Linked DNA regions of Mus musculus: all the other regions are linked to region 1. Evidence: chromatin contacts called from public Hi-C and HiChIP or PLAC-seq data. All regions are on one chromosome and are shown on one strand. The core of a region is the stretch at or near the end of the contact, and the rest is flanking DNA. Distances in the headings are between cores, read along the strand shown. Region 1 holds the start of Fgf10 (fibroblast growth factor 10). Region 2 has its middle 120 kb from the start of Fgf10. Region 3 has its middle 39 kb from the start of 1700003P14Rik. Region 4 has its middle 92 kb from the start of Fgf10. Region 5 overlaps Gm10732 (predicted gene 10732).

The links. Hi-C and Micro-C count contacts between places; a contact is called where the count stands out from the background. HiChIP or PLAC-seq counts read pairs in DNA pulled down with a chosen protein or histone mark.
Region 2: a Hi-C map of the G1E-ER4 cell line shows a contact between it and region 1, with 3 times the contacts expected there. The contact joins the enhancer-like site here to the promoter of Fgf10 in region 1. A contact is called at or near these places in 2 of 39 promoter capture datasets (the 3T3-L1 cell line and liver), 2 of 484 Hi-C or Micro-C datasets (the G1E-ER4 cell line and cerebral cortex) and 2 of 9 other capture datasets (adipose tissue and liver).
Region 3: a Hi-C map of uterus shows a contact between it and region 1, with 2.4 times the contacts expected there. The contact joins the enhancer-like site here to the promoter of Fgf10 in region 1. A contact is called at or near these places in 6 of 39 promoter capture datasets (the 3T3-L1 cell line, 3T3-L1-derived adipocytes, the HPC-7 cell line and 3 more), 6 of 484 Hi-C or Micro-C datasets (the 3T3-L1 cell line, the HPC-7 cell line, brown adipocytes and 1 more), 4 of 115 datasets of contacts at active chromatin or transcription factors (craniofacial prominence, embryonic stem cells, extraembryonic endoderm stem cells and 1 more) and 2 of 9 other capture datasets (embryonic tail and liver).
Region 4: an H3K27ac HiChIP or PLAC-seq map of the NIH/3T3 cell line shows a contact between it and region 1, with 2.7 times the contacts expected there. The contact joins the enhancer-like site here to the promoter of Fgf10 in region 1. A contact is called at or near these places in 8 of 39 promoter capture datasets (the 3T3-L1 cell line, the HPC-7 cell line, frontonasal cranial neural crest and 4 more), 2 of 115 datasets of contacts at active chromatin or transcription factors (the NIH/3T3 cell line and embryonic limb bud) and 1 of 9 other capture datasets (liver).
Region 5: a Hi-C map of the G1E-ER4 cell line shows a contact between it and region 1, with 1.7 times the contacts expected there. The contact joins the enhancer-like site here to the promoter of Fgf10 in region 1. A contact is called at or near these places in 1 of 39 promoter capture datasets (3T3-L1-derived adipocytes), 3 of 484 Hi-C or Micro-C datasets (the G1E-ER4 cell line and nephron progenitors), 1 of 115 datasets of contacts at active chromatin or transcription factors (stem cell-derived neural progenitor cells) and 3 of 9 other capture datasets (adipose tissue, embryonic stem cells and embryonic tail).

The regions. Positions count from the first base shown.
Region 1 is chr13:118,713,362-118,716,099 of GRCm38.p6, forward strand. Fgf10 (fibroblast growth factor 10) reads left to right here and starts at 1,338. Exons shown (of 3, transcript NM_008002.4): 1 at 1,338-2,350. The coding sequence starts at 2,023. RefSeq lists cis regulatory regions at 1-575, 1,136-1,146 and a promoter at 1,369-2,022.
Region 2 is chr13:118,833,854-118,836,591 of GRCm38.p6, forward strand. No RefSeq gene overlaps it. Among named protein-coding and RNA genes, the nearest start is that of Fgf10, 120 kb to the left of the region's middle. Within about 2 kb of position 1,403, at least 2 of the 459 cell types and tissues checked have an H3K27ac peak or open chromatin away from gene starts, as enhancers often do. A contact at or near this core is called in the G1E-ER4 cell line, where this site is marked.
Region 3 is chr13:118,593,738-118,596,475 of GRCm38.p6, forward strand. No RefSeq gene overlaps it. Among named protein-coding and RNA genes, the nearest start is that of 1700003P14Rik, 39 kb to the left of the region's middle. Within about 2 kb of position 1,319, at least 8 of the 459 cell types and tissues checked have an H3K27ac peak or open chromatin away from gene starts, as enhancers often do. A contact at or near this core is called in uterus, where this site is marked.
Region 4 is chr13:118,805,303-118,808,040 of GRCm38.p6, forward strand. No RefSeq gene overlaps it. Among named protein-coding and RNA genes, the nearest start is that of Fgf10, 92 kb to the left of the region's middle. Within about 2 kb of position 1,424, at least 4 of the 459 cell types and tissues checked have an H3K27ac peak or open chromatin away from gene starts, as enhancers often do.
Region 5 is chr13:118,630,369-118,633,106 of GRCm38.p6, forward strand. The region is part of intron 2 of Gm10732 (predicted gene 10732); the gene reads right to left. Among named protein-coding and RNA genes, the nearest start is that of Gm10732, 27 kb to the right of the region's middle. Within about 2 kb of position 1,328, at least 2 of the 459 cell types and tissues checked have an H3K27ac peak or open chromatin away from gene starts, as enhancers often do. A contact at or near this core is called in the G1E-ER4 cell line, where this site is marked.

The DNA.
Region 1 (2,738 bases), core at 88-2,587:
AATGTTTCCTCCTGGTACCTTTTTGTTTTGGGCAATAGTTTCCTGGTCTTGTGCTGACTTCTGTCTGTGTCTGGGTTGAAAGTTTGTTTCTGAGAGCAGGGGTAGAGTTGGGGGTTGGTGTGCACAAGAGTGTTTGTGAAAGGTCGGTAGGTAGTGAAGCTGCGTTGTAAAGTAGAGCCCTTTAAACATTAAGTTTGAAGATGGGCGGGGACCTCCTCTTTATGGTAAAATGCAAAGGAAATTGCATAGAGGAAAAAAAACAGGCAGCAGGGGATTTGGTCAAACTCTGTGATAAAATCTGCGATCGCAGGAAAGTGCGTAGGCTTTGAAGTCCATGCGTGATTCTGTAAAGGACTCGTGTTACCAATTAGAAATCAGTAACCTGGGTCCCTGATTTCATTTGCGCCAAGAGAGAGGCTATGTTTAAGGGTGACGATAAATCTCCCTGAGCTTAAAAAGACAGAGAGGGCCAAAGTGTGAACTTTTTACTTCAGCAACGGAAGCGAGAAATCAATGATTCATTAAAACCCGAGACCTCCTTGGAAGCTGGCAGGAGAGGAGGAAACGAAGCTAGCTCATTATGTCTCCCTTCTCGATTTTAGCTTCTATCAGTTTATAATCTGTTCTTGGAGAGAGTTTGCCCAGAGCATCCTCTTCTGCCTTCTCCCCAGCCCTCTTCCCTGCTTCTGGGATCTGGAAGGCAGAAACACATCCACACACAAAAGCCAAGCTCCAAACTCTATTTTCGCGGCCAAAAGGAAAAAAAGAAAAGAAAGAAAAAAGAAAGAAAAGGAAGGAAGGAAGGAAGGAAGGAAGGAAGGAAGGAAGGAAGGAAGGAAGGAAGGAAGGAAGGAAGGAAGGAAGGAAGGAAGGAAAGAAGAAAACTACAGTGGAAAACAAGTGAGCAAGGGGCTCCCTGTAGGGGAGGGGAGTGGTTCCCGCCGGAGGGCAGCAAAATTCGGAAAGCACGCGGACAACTCGCGCTGGTGGCCAGCGCTGCGAGCACAGGACGCCGGAGCCGCAATTAGCAGGAGCTGCAGGCTGCGGGGCGGCTGCGCCCACGGAGGCGGCGAGGAAGGGACCCGCAGCCCCCAGCTCAGAGCAAAGGCATCGCGCACTCCTCTCGCCCAAGATCCCCCCGCCCCCTCCCCGGTCCCTTCCCCCCTCCCTTTTCTCTGGCGTTCCCAGCAGCTTAGGGTTTCAGATGTCCCACCGCCGTTTGACCCCCTCCCCCCCTTCTCCACCCCTGCAAATGAGGTTTGACCAGCAGAGGCAGAGCCCACCTCTGGCTGAAAAGCACTGACATTTAGACTCCAGGCTTCAACCTGTTTACAAGCGGCTTTCCAAGGGACTTGGAGGTGGAGAGAAGGGCCCAACAAAACGCCAGCCGCCAGCCGCCCCCCAAACAAGAAGTGGCTTTCGGAAGACTTCACATCAACAGGCACCACCAAAAAGAGAAAGGAAGGAGAAGACAACAGCGCCTGGGCAGCTGCCTCCAGTTCTGACAACTCCAAAGAGACACTTTTTAAGTGGCCAGCAGGCTGGGACTCTGCAGAGAAGGACCAGAAGGTGCCAACCGCAGAGGGGCGCAGATGTCTTCCTGCACCCCCACCCCACCCACTTTGGGTTTTGTTCACCGTCCTGTCATCTGTTTTTCAGACCTCTTTTGCATCTAACATGGTGAAGAAAGGAGTGAAGAAGAGAACAAAGTAACCCCCGGGGGGAGCGAAGAGCTCTGGTGACCGACACCACCAGTTCCTACTGCCGCGGCCACCCACGTCCACTGTTCACCCTGAGACTGGAGAGACGCAGGCAGCGGATCCGAGGACGGAGCGAGGACAGGCAGCCGGTCCTTCCTAGAAGTTATGGATGTTGGTGCACTCGCTTCTGGCCAGATCCGTACCCAGAGGGAGCTATCCAGAAGCCACCACCTCCAGCTGTCTCTCTGCCTCGCAGCAGGTCTTACCCTTCCAGTATGTTCCTTCTGATGAGACAATTTCCAGTGCCGAGAGTTTCAGTACAATGTGGAAATGGATACTGACACATTGTGCCTCAGCCTTTCCCCACCTGCCGGGCTGCTGTTGCTGCTTCTTGTTGCTCTTTTTGGTGTCTTCGTTCCCTGTCACCTGCCAAGCTCTTGGTCAGGACATGGTGTCACAGGAGGCCACCAACTGCTCTTCTTCCTCCTCGTCCTTCTCCTCTCCTTCCAGTGCGGGAAGGCATGTGCGGAGCTACAATCACCTCCAAGGAGATGTCCGCTGGAGAAGGCTGTTCTCCTTCACCAAGTACTTTCTCACGATTGAGAAGAACGGCAAGGTCAGCGGGACCAAGAATGAAGACTGTCCGTACAGTAAGTAACAAATGCGTGCTCCTCTCCTTCCAATTATCCACCCCCACCCCACGCGGGGAGGGGGGGGGAGACAGAATCTGTTCCAGATGTGGCCAGCTAAATATTTATGTCCCCAACCCCTGTAAAATGATGAAGTGGAATACTTTCACACTAAATCAGCCCCCTCCCGAGTATACATTGTGCGCAGCATTTCCTCCACCATGCAAGCCTCCTCCACATCCCTTGCAACCCTGATTCCCTGATCTCTCTAGTCTGTCACTCACAGGATCACTCCTGGTGCTGTTCAGTTGCTGCTGCTAGGAGATGCCCCATTCTGTCTCCAATACCTTCCCCCATCTCACCCAGAGGTCTCCTTTCCCTCCCTTCTGGAAATGGCTCAAGTAAACAC
Region 2 (2,738 bases), core at 153-2,652, 120 kb after region 1:
TGAAAAATCCAACCTATTCTGCCCACTCACAGAGCCTCCTGGACTCTGCTGCTGAAGTTCCCTTTACAGCCCCATTTAAAGAGCCTTCCTGCAAGGTTTCCATTTCAGTATAGAGTCCTCTGCTTCCCCTCCCATTCCCACTCTCTTCATGAGGGTCCTGAGACTTCCTCCAACTTCTGTTCTTGGAGCAGGGGGAGCAGCTATCCTAGATTATTCTTTCAAGCTCTTTACTGCAGATGATTTTCTATAATAAATTTGCTCTATATAACTGTACTTTGTTTATCTTGTTTATATGCCCTGGATCTAATTGATAATAAGCTGTGAATGGTCTACAGCCCTATCTCTGATCCCCAGATTTCCTGGCATGGCTATCACTAGGCACATCTTCAATACCAGGAAAGCATGTTCCTCACTGTGTCTATGTAGCTGTGTGATCTTGGGAAAGTCACAGAATGCTTCTAAGCTACTCTCTTTACTCCCAATGAGGCAGATTTGCTTTTTTTTTTCTCCATGACTAGGTAAAAACAAAGAGTTTCAAGCCACCCATTCATTTTTATCTTGAACTTTTATGTATTTTGGTGAAGTAGATGTAGATAGAAGTAGCTATAGGCTCAGCTAACAGGCTTTCCAGAAATTCCCAGATGATGCATCTTTTATTCTCCATTGTCTACGCCTAGCTTTAAAGATAGAAACTTCAAACTGTTCTTTGAAACAATACAATTAAACAGGTTTGCCTGTTTGTAAGAAAGTTACAGCAGATCATGTACTTAGCTACCAATTCCTCCTGTTTCTGTTTGGACCTAGATGCTTATGTTAAACAGCCTCCACTGTTACTGTACTCATTTCTTCTTGTTTTGTGGTTTCAGCACTTCCACAGTGGTTTTAGACCATTGGAATCCAAATTTTAGGTTCATGTACTCAGGGATAATTATCTTTGGTTGCAAGGAGGATGCATACACAGGAGAGAATTAGACAATTATGGTTTAGGAATTGCTGTTTCCAATAGTAAAGTAAAAACATATAAGTTTAAAAGTATATATATATGTGTGTGTGTATATGTATATATATAATAGGTATGTATATATAACATATATATATATTTCATAGTTGGCTTTTCTAAATTAAAACATTTGGGTTTTCTGAGTTTACTAGAAGTTTAACTTTATCTAGTGGAAAATAGTCAGTATCATTTCTGCACATAATATGATTCATGATGGAGAGTATTAATTAAATAAATTACCATAATATGCAATACATTGCATCCTGATTGCCTCTTTACTTCTCAGTCTGACCTATTGACTGTTAAATGTTTGAAGAGGAGCAGGATTGAAACCTTTTCATCATGCATTCTCGGTGTTGGCGCAGTGCCTGGCATATGGGAGATTTCAAAACACATGAGATGAATTAATGAATACTGCTGGGCTGGAGGCAGAACAACTGGCGTCCTCAGCACAGGGCAGCCATGGTGCCTCTGAGACCACAAGTTTTGTGTGTATGTGTGTGTGTGTGTGTGTGTGTGTGTGTGTGTGTGTGTGTGTGTTTGTCTGTGTGTTTTGTCCCTGTGTGTGTGTGTAAGTGTCTGCTTTCCTCTTCTGTGCATGTAGGTTTATGTGCACGGGGAAGGCAGGAAAGGAGCTTAGTGTCCTGTTCTATAATTCTGAGGCTGACTGACTTGAGACAGAGTCTCTTATAGAACCCAGTTATCCTACTGGGACTTTTTTTATTCAAGCCACTGAACCGTACCTCCAAACCTGACACTTCATGTTTTTTTTTCCCTTTTCTTAATACATTTTTACTATTTGTTTTACTTTAACGTTTTATACACTAATTAAAATATAATTACATTGCTTTCCCCCTCCCCTTTTATCCCTCCAGTCAGTCTCCAGTCTCCTCTCTCTGACAGTTTTCCCACCCCCATGCTCTCAAATTGATGGTCTCTTGCTGTCACTACACTATGATTGTTACACACATATGTGTGTATACATGTATAAGCAGGTACATGCATAAACACAATCGGTGGAGTCTGGCTTTGTTCTGTGTGTGTGTGTGTGTGTGTGTGTGTGTGTGTGTGTGTGTGTATGGTTTCAGAGCTGACCACTATGTATTACGTAATTAAGAGGCTCATACCTAGTTATAGCTAATTCTCCCTCTTTCAATAGTCATTAGTTCTTTATCTAGGAGTGTGACCTTCATATTTTGCACCTGCCAGGTTAGAATGTCTATCAAAATTGTCATTGTTCAGGTCCTGTTTAAGCAGCATTTCTGAGAAAGACTGCTTCAAAGCAGACTTCCTAGTATTCTGGCTTTTATAATCATCCAATCCCTCTTTGGTAATGTTTTCTAAGCTATGTATATAAAAACTGTGAGATAGATGTATCTATTGTGACTTAGATAGATCTATGTGGATATAGATGGATCCATTAATTCTTGTCTTTTGTTCTGTGATCATCTCCATTTTCTGTAAAGAGAGGCCTCTTCAACGATGTGTGGTTAACTACACTTATTTCTCATTATAAGGGTAAGGTTTAGAATATAGTTAGGAATTATACTGGTCTAGGAGATGATGGTACTAGATTATTTTCTAAGATCCACAACCTCACTAGTTCTAGCAAGTTAGCTAGATTTCTAGTACCATGCATGATTTTCCTCAAGTTGAATAGGCCTCAATTAAACAGCTGGTGGTTACCATCAACTTGTGAGTGGCACTTACTGTACTTTTACAGATATCTTTCCATGAT
Region 3 (2,738 bases), core at 69-2,568, 120 kb before region 1:
AAGAAATGCAGTCTCGGTTACTTAAAATTGTTCTAATTTGACAAGAGTTGTCTGGATGCAGCAGGGATTCATTGCTTGATAAAGGAAGGCTACTATCTCTGTTCTGTTTTCTCTATTATGCAGCAAATGTATGGGCATTGTTACCCACATTTTATCTAGCAATTTTCAAAAGAATAAGCAGCCCTTTACATTGACCTCCTTCATTGTATATATAGGTTATTAGATTTCTCACTCTTCTTTATCACTGATTGGTGGAAATCTAAGCCTGAAGCAAAACCTGCCGAACATCTGTTTCTGGATATCACCCCCACACGGTGACAAGAAGACTCAGCAGACAGCACAACAGTGTTCCTGGAACACCCCCTGCCCTCTCAGCAGGAGGAGTCAGAGAGCACATCCTGCACATGGAAGAGACAATCATCAAACTGATCAGCCGCGTCACAGAGTAGCATTCATCCATTGCCCAGTGGTAAATCAAGTCATTGTTCTTCTGCTATGTCTGAGTTTCTTGCCAGTTGAAAATGCTTCAGTTTATGGTTCGAGCCAGATTCTCCTGCAGTCGCCAGCATCTACCCTCTCCATTCCTTCCTTCTTGAGATTTTGTAATGGTCTCTAAAGCTTCTGGCATCAATCTATTTTCTTTCTGAGCATTGCTTGCAACCTACTGTGTGTTTCTGGTTTGTTAGCAGGTGGCCCAGCCTGCCAAAAAAAGGAACTTGTGTTTGAAGTAACCCAGGGAACTCACCAGTTCCCAAATTGGTATCAGCCCTTTTACAAATTGCAGAGCCTCGTGGGTACTTTAAAGCTTATTTAGCAGACAGGCTCGCAGGGTATGAAGCTTTACCCAAACAATTCGTGTGTGATCAAAGGGGGACAGGACATGGCAACGGGTCTTTTTCTTTGGAGTTACTTTTACAAGTGACTAAGGAGATGAAAAAGAAGAAACAGGTGAAAAGTTCGGGCCAAGTGAGCCATGCCAAGTATTTCACAAGTGGGGAGATAGTAGCAAATTAAAAATACAACAACACCAAGTTTGCTTTTTGTGAGGTTTCTTAACTTGGGCTGCCTAAGCAGAAGGCCAATTCTATTTAGAAAACAGTTGCTGGGTTCTGAATCGAAGCCTGTCCTTACAAGAGAGATGCAAAATGGAGCTGCGGATTTATAAACACACGATGCAATCAGGAGCTGGAGATGCCTTTTGTTATTTACCCAAATGCACGCTAAAAGTGACAAGAGTTGTGTATCCTCAAACAACCTTCATCTGGCAGAGTGATATCACCAAGTGGCCTGTTTTGCTGCTAGATGCACTAAAGATTAGATAAGAAAGCAAACAGTCCCTGTGGGATACTCTAAGTCTTCTATCTGCCAAAATAGCATCTCAGACCAGATCAAAAGCAGGAAGGATTTAGAGCATCTCTAAAGCATTTCACACAAGCATAAAGAAGATCTAAGAACCACAGCATTGGCATGGAATTATAAAGTAAGCTTGCCTTTGAATGGGAGGATTTTTCAGCTTACGGTTACAGTTGTATGTGCCACTTGAGGTTTTATTCTCCCACTATTTTTCAGATTTCTTGACCCATCTCATAAAGTAAGTCAATCAACATGACCCATTACACTGTGGGTCAAGGAAAGTCAGCAGCAGTGGAAGAAGTGGGCCTCTGCTTACTATTTTGTCATGAAGAAGCTGGAGTCCAACTAAATTTTCTATATTATGTTCCCCTCTCTATGAAAATCAGAAGTAGGGTTATATTCCTTTTTGGTTTATTAAATAAACTACCTCTTGACTTAAACCTAAGCTGTAGTACTTTAGTTGTCATTGTAAAACTATATACCAGTTGTTATTTAATGATAATCAAGTAGGTAAGTGAGAAACTAGGAGGAATATTTGCATGCTATTCCCTCTTATACAAAGACCATGATAGGATGCCTGCAACCAACCATTGGACTGAGCATGGGGACCCCAGTGGAAGAGTTTCTGGAAGGACTGAAGAAGCTGAAGGGGTTTGCAACCCCATAGGAAGAACAACAATATCAACTAACTGGTCAGAGTGCCCAGGGACTAAACCATCAACCAAAGAGTACACATGATGGAACCCATGGCTCCAGCTGCATATGTAGCCTTGGATGGCCTTATCTGGCTGGCATCAATGAGAGGGAAGGCCCTTGGTCCTGTGGAAGCTCAATGACCCAGCGTTGGGGAATGCTAGGGTGCTGAGGCTGGAGTGGGTGGGTGGGTTGGGAAGAAGTCTCATAGAAGAAGGGGGAAGGGGGACATAGGGGGTTTGTGGAGGGGGAAGCTGGGAAGCAGGTAACATTTGAAATGTAAATAAAATAATCAATTTACAAGAAAACAAATCTTAACACATACAAACACCCATATCATTGAGGAGCATTATTGTAAGAACATGTTATAATGCTTACGAATATTTTCTTACAGCTGCAGTCACACAAAACAAAGAACACAGTGTTTACCCACACTTTCAAATGCTTATTTCCTTTGTAGAAAGATGATCACTATCTCTTCTTTTTAATGCTTACCTTCTTTCACTTATTCAAATTTAATCTGTCTTAGAAGTGAAACATACACATTGTATTAAACGACTGTGGTGTGTGTTTAGAGGCACAGCATGAGAGTCGTGTGACTGCAGTCAATGATGATGCAAAGCTAGGAAATCTGGCTTGCTCCTGTGATTGAGTGGCCTTCCTACTAAGTAGCAAACTGACAAACACAATGA
Region 4 (2,738 bases), core at 174-2,673, 92 kb after region 1:
ACAGGAGAAGAGAAGCAGAGAAAGGGAAAGGCTTTAAAGAAAGGAAAGAAAAGAGAGAGAGGAGGAGTCAAGGCAGGATGAGGAACATGGTAATGAGCCATATGCATCCTCAGTCTGCATTTGAATTGATTTATTTGAAATGCATTGATCGAGAAAAAAAAGAAGTTGACGTTTTCAAATCATTGCCTTCCATTTAAATAAGCTTTTTAAGCTCTTCTTTTGTGCTTAGATTTCATATTTCTAAAGTTATGTCAAACTATCTCCTTGGCAAATTAGGCAAAGGACAAATGGTAACTCAGGTGGCAATATGTTTCCAGTTGTATTCTTCAATCGTGGTGAGATAGCAGCTGTTTCAGGGAGCACGCTTGTACTAGTTTATTCGCCTATGAGTATGAGTGGAGACTGGGAACGGAACTGTGTTCCCGGTTTTAGGTCGTCTTCGAAATGATTCCCTTCCAGCCGGAGTTCTGTTACTTTTCTCCTCACTGACCCTGCCATGTGCGACTTTCCCCCCTAGATATCCTAAATGTTCATTTTAGGCAAGCCAGTCCTAAATTTACTGTTTTAAAAAATTCTCACATGGATTCGTTTTTCCACACATCACTTAACAGGATCTAACACAGTCTGTGTTTACAATTCGAAATGTAAGATCCACAAGGGCAGGTACGTTTTGTTGATTGTTTTGTGGTCAGAGCTTATCCTGGAACACTTGTTGCAGAGCAAGTATTTGTTTAGTCAAGTAGGTGGGGGGGGGGCGGGGGGGGGAAGGAATTTTACACCATAGTAGAATGCTTGCATTTCCCTGGTGACTGGGCACAGTTAGACCTCGCTGCGGTGCATTTTAACACAGAAAAGGCCAGGAAGAACATTTGAAAATAATCACATAGCTGAGAGCAAAACAAGGTAAGAACCCAGCCTAATTGCATCCCTTTACCAAAAAGATTCCAAAAATCACTTTCTTCTCCACCGTTATCTAGATTTTGCGTTGTTATCTGAGATTGATTCTTCTATGCTTTCAAGCCAGCCGAAATTTCACAAGCAGAAATCTTGCAACATAAAACATATAGAAATATTTTGTTCCCCCAAATCAGGTCTAAATTACCCCAAGAGCTAGCTTTCCCTATAGGATTTCAGCATTTCCCCCCTCCTGGCTCCAATCAGATCCCAAGGCCTAAAGGTGTTCCAAGCAAAAAAACCAGGGGGAACAGGAAGGAAAAATTAACCAAACTCCTGAAGCTTTCAGAATGATTCGTTTCAAGTTGCATTTGCGTCTTGGTATGGATTAGTCATGAGAGGTGGAGGGGAAGGGCTATTATTCAATTCAATCTAAGCCTCGAGGTTTGAGATATTTCTCTTTGTTTAACTTTCTTTTGGGGGTTTCTTTCTTTGTTTAAGTCTCCCCTGTTTCTTGCTGACAACTCATTTTTAACAATTTCTCCTTCATGTGTATTTAGAAATTTTAACGGGAGCCAGGACACGTTTAACATAATCAGGATGGTCCTAATTAAGGAGGGGACAGATGGCGATCTTTCCATAATACATGGGAATCTTGTAAGATTTCTTTTTAATTGAGCATGAAATATGTAACAGATTTATTGCCACCTAGATAGAATGACAGATTTGGGAGTAAATGTACATGATGGTTTACACACACACACAGAGGGGTCTTTAACACCCAGGAAAGCAAAACACAAAGACCTATAGGAAATGTTTTACATGTTAATTTATCACAAGGCCTGGGACAGGAGTCTGAAAAAATAATGAAAATCACAAACACCTTTTATCTTTCAAAATTATTGTTCTTTGCCCTGGTTAAGAGTAAAGGACATTTCCATAATTTACTTCACAGGCTTATTAGAAGAAACTATAGATATTGGAGTCATATATTTCTACATTCAAATCTGGTTCTGTCATTTTGCAGCTAAATTGAAGTTCAGTTGACATGATACAATTCCATGATTGTAATTATGATTTGTTCCTGAAGGGGGTCTGCAAACATGTGAAACATTATATATAATGTTCCCATCTCAATTTTAGGCATAAAGAAAATGCCCAATAAATGCAAAGCAGATTGTAGTGAGAATAAGTATCTGAACAACTATTTAAAATTATATTTTACTGAAAAACTGGGTTATCCCCTAAAATGTACAGCAGTACATACATTGTATGACATTCAAGGTATAAAGGGTACAAGAGTTCAACTGGACCAGATGACTCATTTAGGAGCAATACAACAGACTGCCTGATGTAAACTCAAAGCTGGGTGGACACATTAATTTAAGTTTGCTGATTATCTCGAAAGTCCATCAAAACAGAATTTCTAATTCTATGACCTGCTGCTCTTGCTGCTTTGATTATGCAGCTCGTGTCTCTGTGCACTCATTTCATCCACGTGTTGACAAAATAGCTGAAATCTATGGATTTTTAAAAGTTATTTTATGCCTTAAGAAGTAAAGGAAGGAGAAAAAAGAAATCACAAAAAAATGGGGGGGGGGGGAGATATCCTATTTGGAGAAATCCCGTTGTTTGGAAGTTAAGTTCTGGACTCTCAATTAGCTTTCCATTGAAGCCATGTTAATGAATTTTATTTTTCTTTATGTCAGTGTAAAATGCCACTTATTGAATTGATCCTTTACTTGACCAGTGTAGCCAAGAAGGGATAGTACATTTACAAGGACACTGACATTTCCTTGTAATTTTTCATGTTCTGGCTGTCCTTTGACAATAACTATATCAGT
Region 5 (2,738 bases), core at 78-2,577, 83 kb before region 1:
AGACATGAAACAAAAACACTGAAAAATAATCAAAGTCCACAGTTAACATCAAACAATGATGAAAGACTAAAAGCTTTTGGTCTAAGATCATGAACAAGGCACAGAAGCCCACTTTTCATCACTTCTACTTAGCATACTGTGTGCTAAAAGTCCTATGGAATGTAATCAGGTAAAGCAAGAAAGCAAGAAAGCAGGAAAGCAAGAAAGCAAGAAAGCAAGAAAGCAAGAAAGCAAGAAAGCAAGAAAGCAAGAAAGCAAGAAAGCAAGAAAGCAAGCAAGCAAGAAAGAAAGAAAGAAAGAAAGAAAGAGGAAGGGAGAAAGGAAGAAGGAAGGAAATAAGGAAAGAAAAAAGAAAATGACTCAGTGGAGAGCAATGACATAAAAATAATCAAAAATATAAAAAGATTCTCAGCCTCAAGCAATCTTTACACAAGTGAGAATAACAATTATTGATTATGAGTAGTATCTACTTCATACCCTTGGGATTGTGAGAAAAGAAATATAGAGTTTTAGCAAGGAAGAAGAAGAAAGGGCCAAAAGGCATCCAAATTAGAAAGAAAGTTGCATTGCTTTGTCTGCTTATAAATAATGTCATCTCATGTATAGAGAAATTTGGTAATATCTACTTTCCAAAGTAATACATTTTCAACTAGTGGGGCATAAATCAACACCTCCAAACCATTTGCCTTTTCTAGGAAAGAAAACTAGAGAATAGTTCATTTATACGTGTATAAAATAGTAAAGTAAGCAGGGTGTTATAGTGGTAATAATATCAATGACCAGATGGGAAGGCATGAGGTCCAGACTTGGTTGTTAACAGCTTAATTGAAATTTGCAGGATCTAGGCTACACTGATATCAATTTCGTGATTCAGAGAACATGGTACAACCTGTCTTTTTCTACTTTCTTCTTTATTAATAAAAATTGGGCTAGCTGTTCCTCTCTGCTATTGTATGAAATTTATGGTTTTGAAGTTCTCTTTGTGGAGGAGGAAAATTGTCCAACAACGAATAACAAAACTCTGCAATTTAGAAGCTGATACAGGTGGTAATTTGAAAGTAATAAATGATTTGTGCAGTAGAAATGATTGATGCCCTCGATTTTATGGGAAAGAGAAATACTAAAGGAAGAGGAACCAATCTTAGTTCCTCAAATTAGGAACATTGTTCTTCACAAAGCCAGATGAGGAGAAAATATAATCTAAGGAAAGAGGCTACCAATTTTACAGGCTTGATAAGATGTGGTGGTGTGTATATGGCCTTCAGAAGCACAAGAAGTAGTGAGTAGAGGAAACTGTGATAGAAATATTGTTATGGGTGGCTCTGTTTATCAAGGTTGAGCAGCAGGAACATGATCATAGAGATTCACTATCAGAGGATAAGTCTGTTATGACATCCTGACAGGACTACTTGCCCCTCGATATAAGATCTCAAACCTCACGTTTACTGGAAACCCAAAACAAAAGAAGTGAATGGCAGAGGACATACATAACCCCCTGGGCTGTGATCTCTAAATTCCACATTCAGGAGCCTTGACTGTGGACATTGAGGGAGTGAAGAAAGCATTGACACAGAAAAAGCAATACAGCGGGGTCAGGTGGGGCTTTCTAATGGCTACTACAGCAGCTATCTGGAACATAGTGTGTTTATTAGGTATGGCCTGGAGTAGGTGTGGCCTTGTTGGAATGGACGTGTCACTGTGGGCGTGGGCTTTAGGACCCTCATCTATCTGCCTGGAAGTCAGTCTTCTCCTAGCAGCCTTCAGATGAAGATGTAGAACTCACAGCTCCTTCTGCACCATGTCTGCCTGGACTCTGCCATGCTCCTGCCTTGATGATAATGGACTGAGCCTCTGAACCCGTAAGCCAGCCCCAATTAAATGTTGTTTTTATTAAAAAAAAAAAAAAAAAAAAAAAAAAAAGATCTCAAACCTCCAGAGCTGCTCTTCAGAGATCAGAGAAGGGAAAGGGAGAGAGAATGGGCTAGAACTGACTCTGGGGAAGCCTGGGGCTGGGGAGAGAGTACAGATAGAGAATGTGACACTTGAGTTTAAAGGGAAAAGAGGGACTCTGAAGGAAAGCCTTCTGTTCTACAAGAGATCAGAAAGGAGTTCCCTGAAGCTTCCATTTGCTGCTCCATGCGCTTTTAACAGGAGGATACTCTTCAAAACAATTTCTGGGAAAGATATCCAGCAGGAAGTTGAAGGCATTCCCCATTGGGATATTTAAGGAGAATGAAAATGATTGTGTTTTAGATATATCTTTGAAATTCTAATTTATCCAAATTTATAAACTTGCCAGGTATTCTTTGAGAAGTTAGAAGAAAATGTTCACACTAGAGTAGGGACAGCAGGATCAGAAACCATCACAGAATGGAAATTTCTAGACATAGTCAGTGGGTGATACTTCAGCATTGATTATTCACATCATACAGCCTGAGATATGTAAGAAGACTTTCCAGAGGGGACCCCAACTGTGATGAGTGTTCTAGAAAGAGATGTGGGTAAGCAGGACAAGACAAGAAATTCCCTAAAAATGGTACAAGCAGACCAGGGGCCTATTGCACATGACCTGGCTGTCCTAGAGTTGTATGCGTATGCATGAATGGAAGGTTGTTTTTACTGTTAGTCAGGGTTGAAAGAATATAAAAATGAGTAATAATTGTGTGTGAGCTAAAAATTGCAAATAGGGTCAACAATATATCTGAGCATGTGAAAGTGTCACCAGGAAAATTATGGTT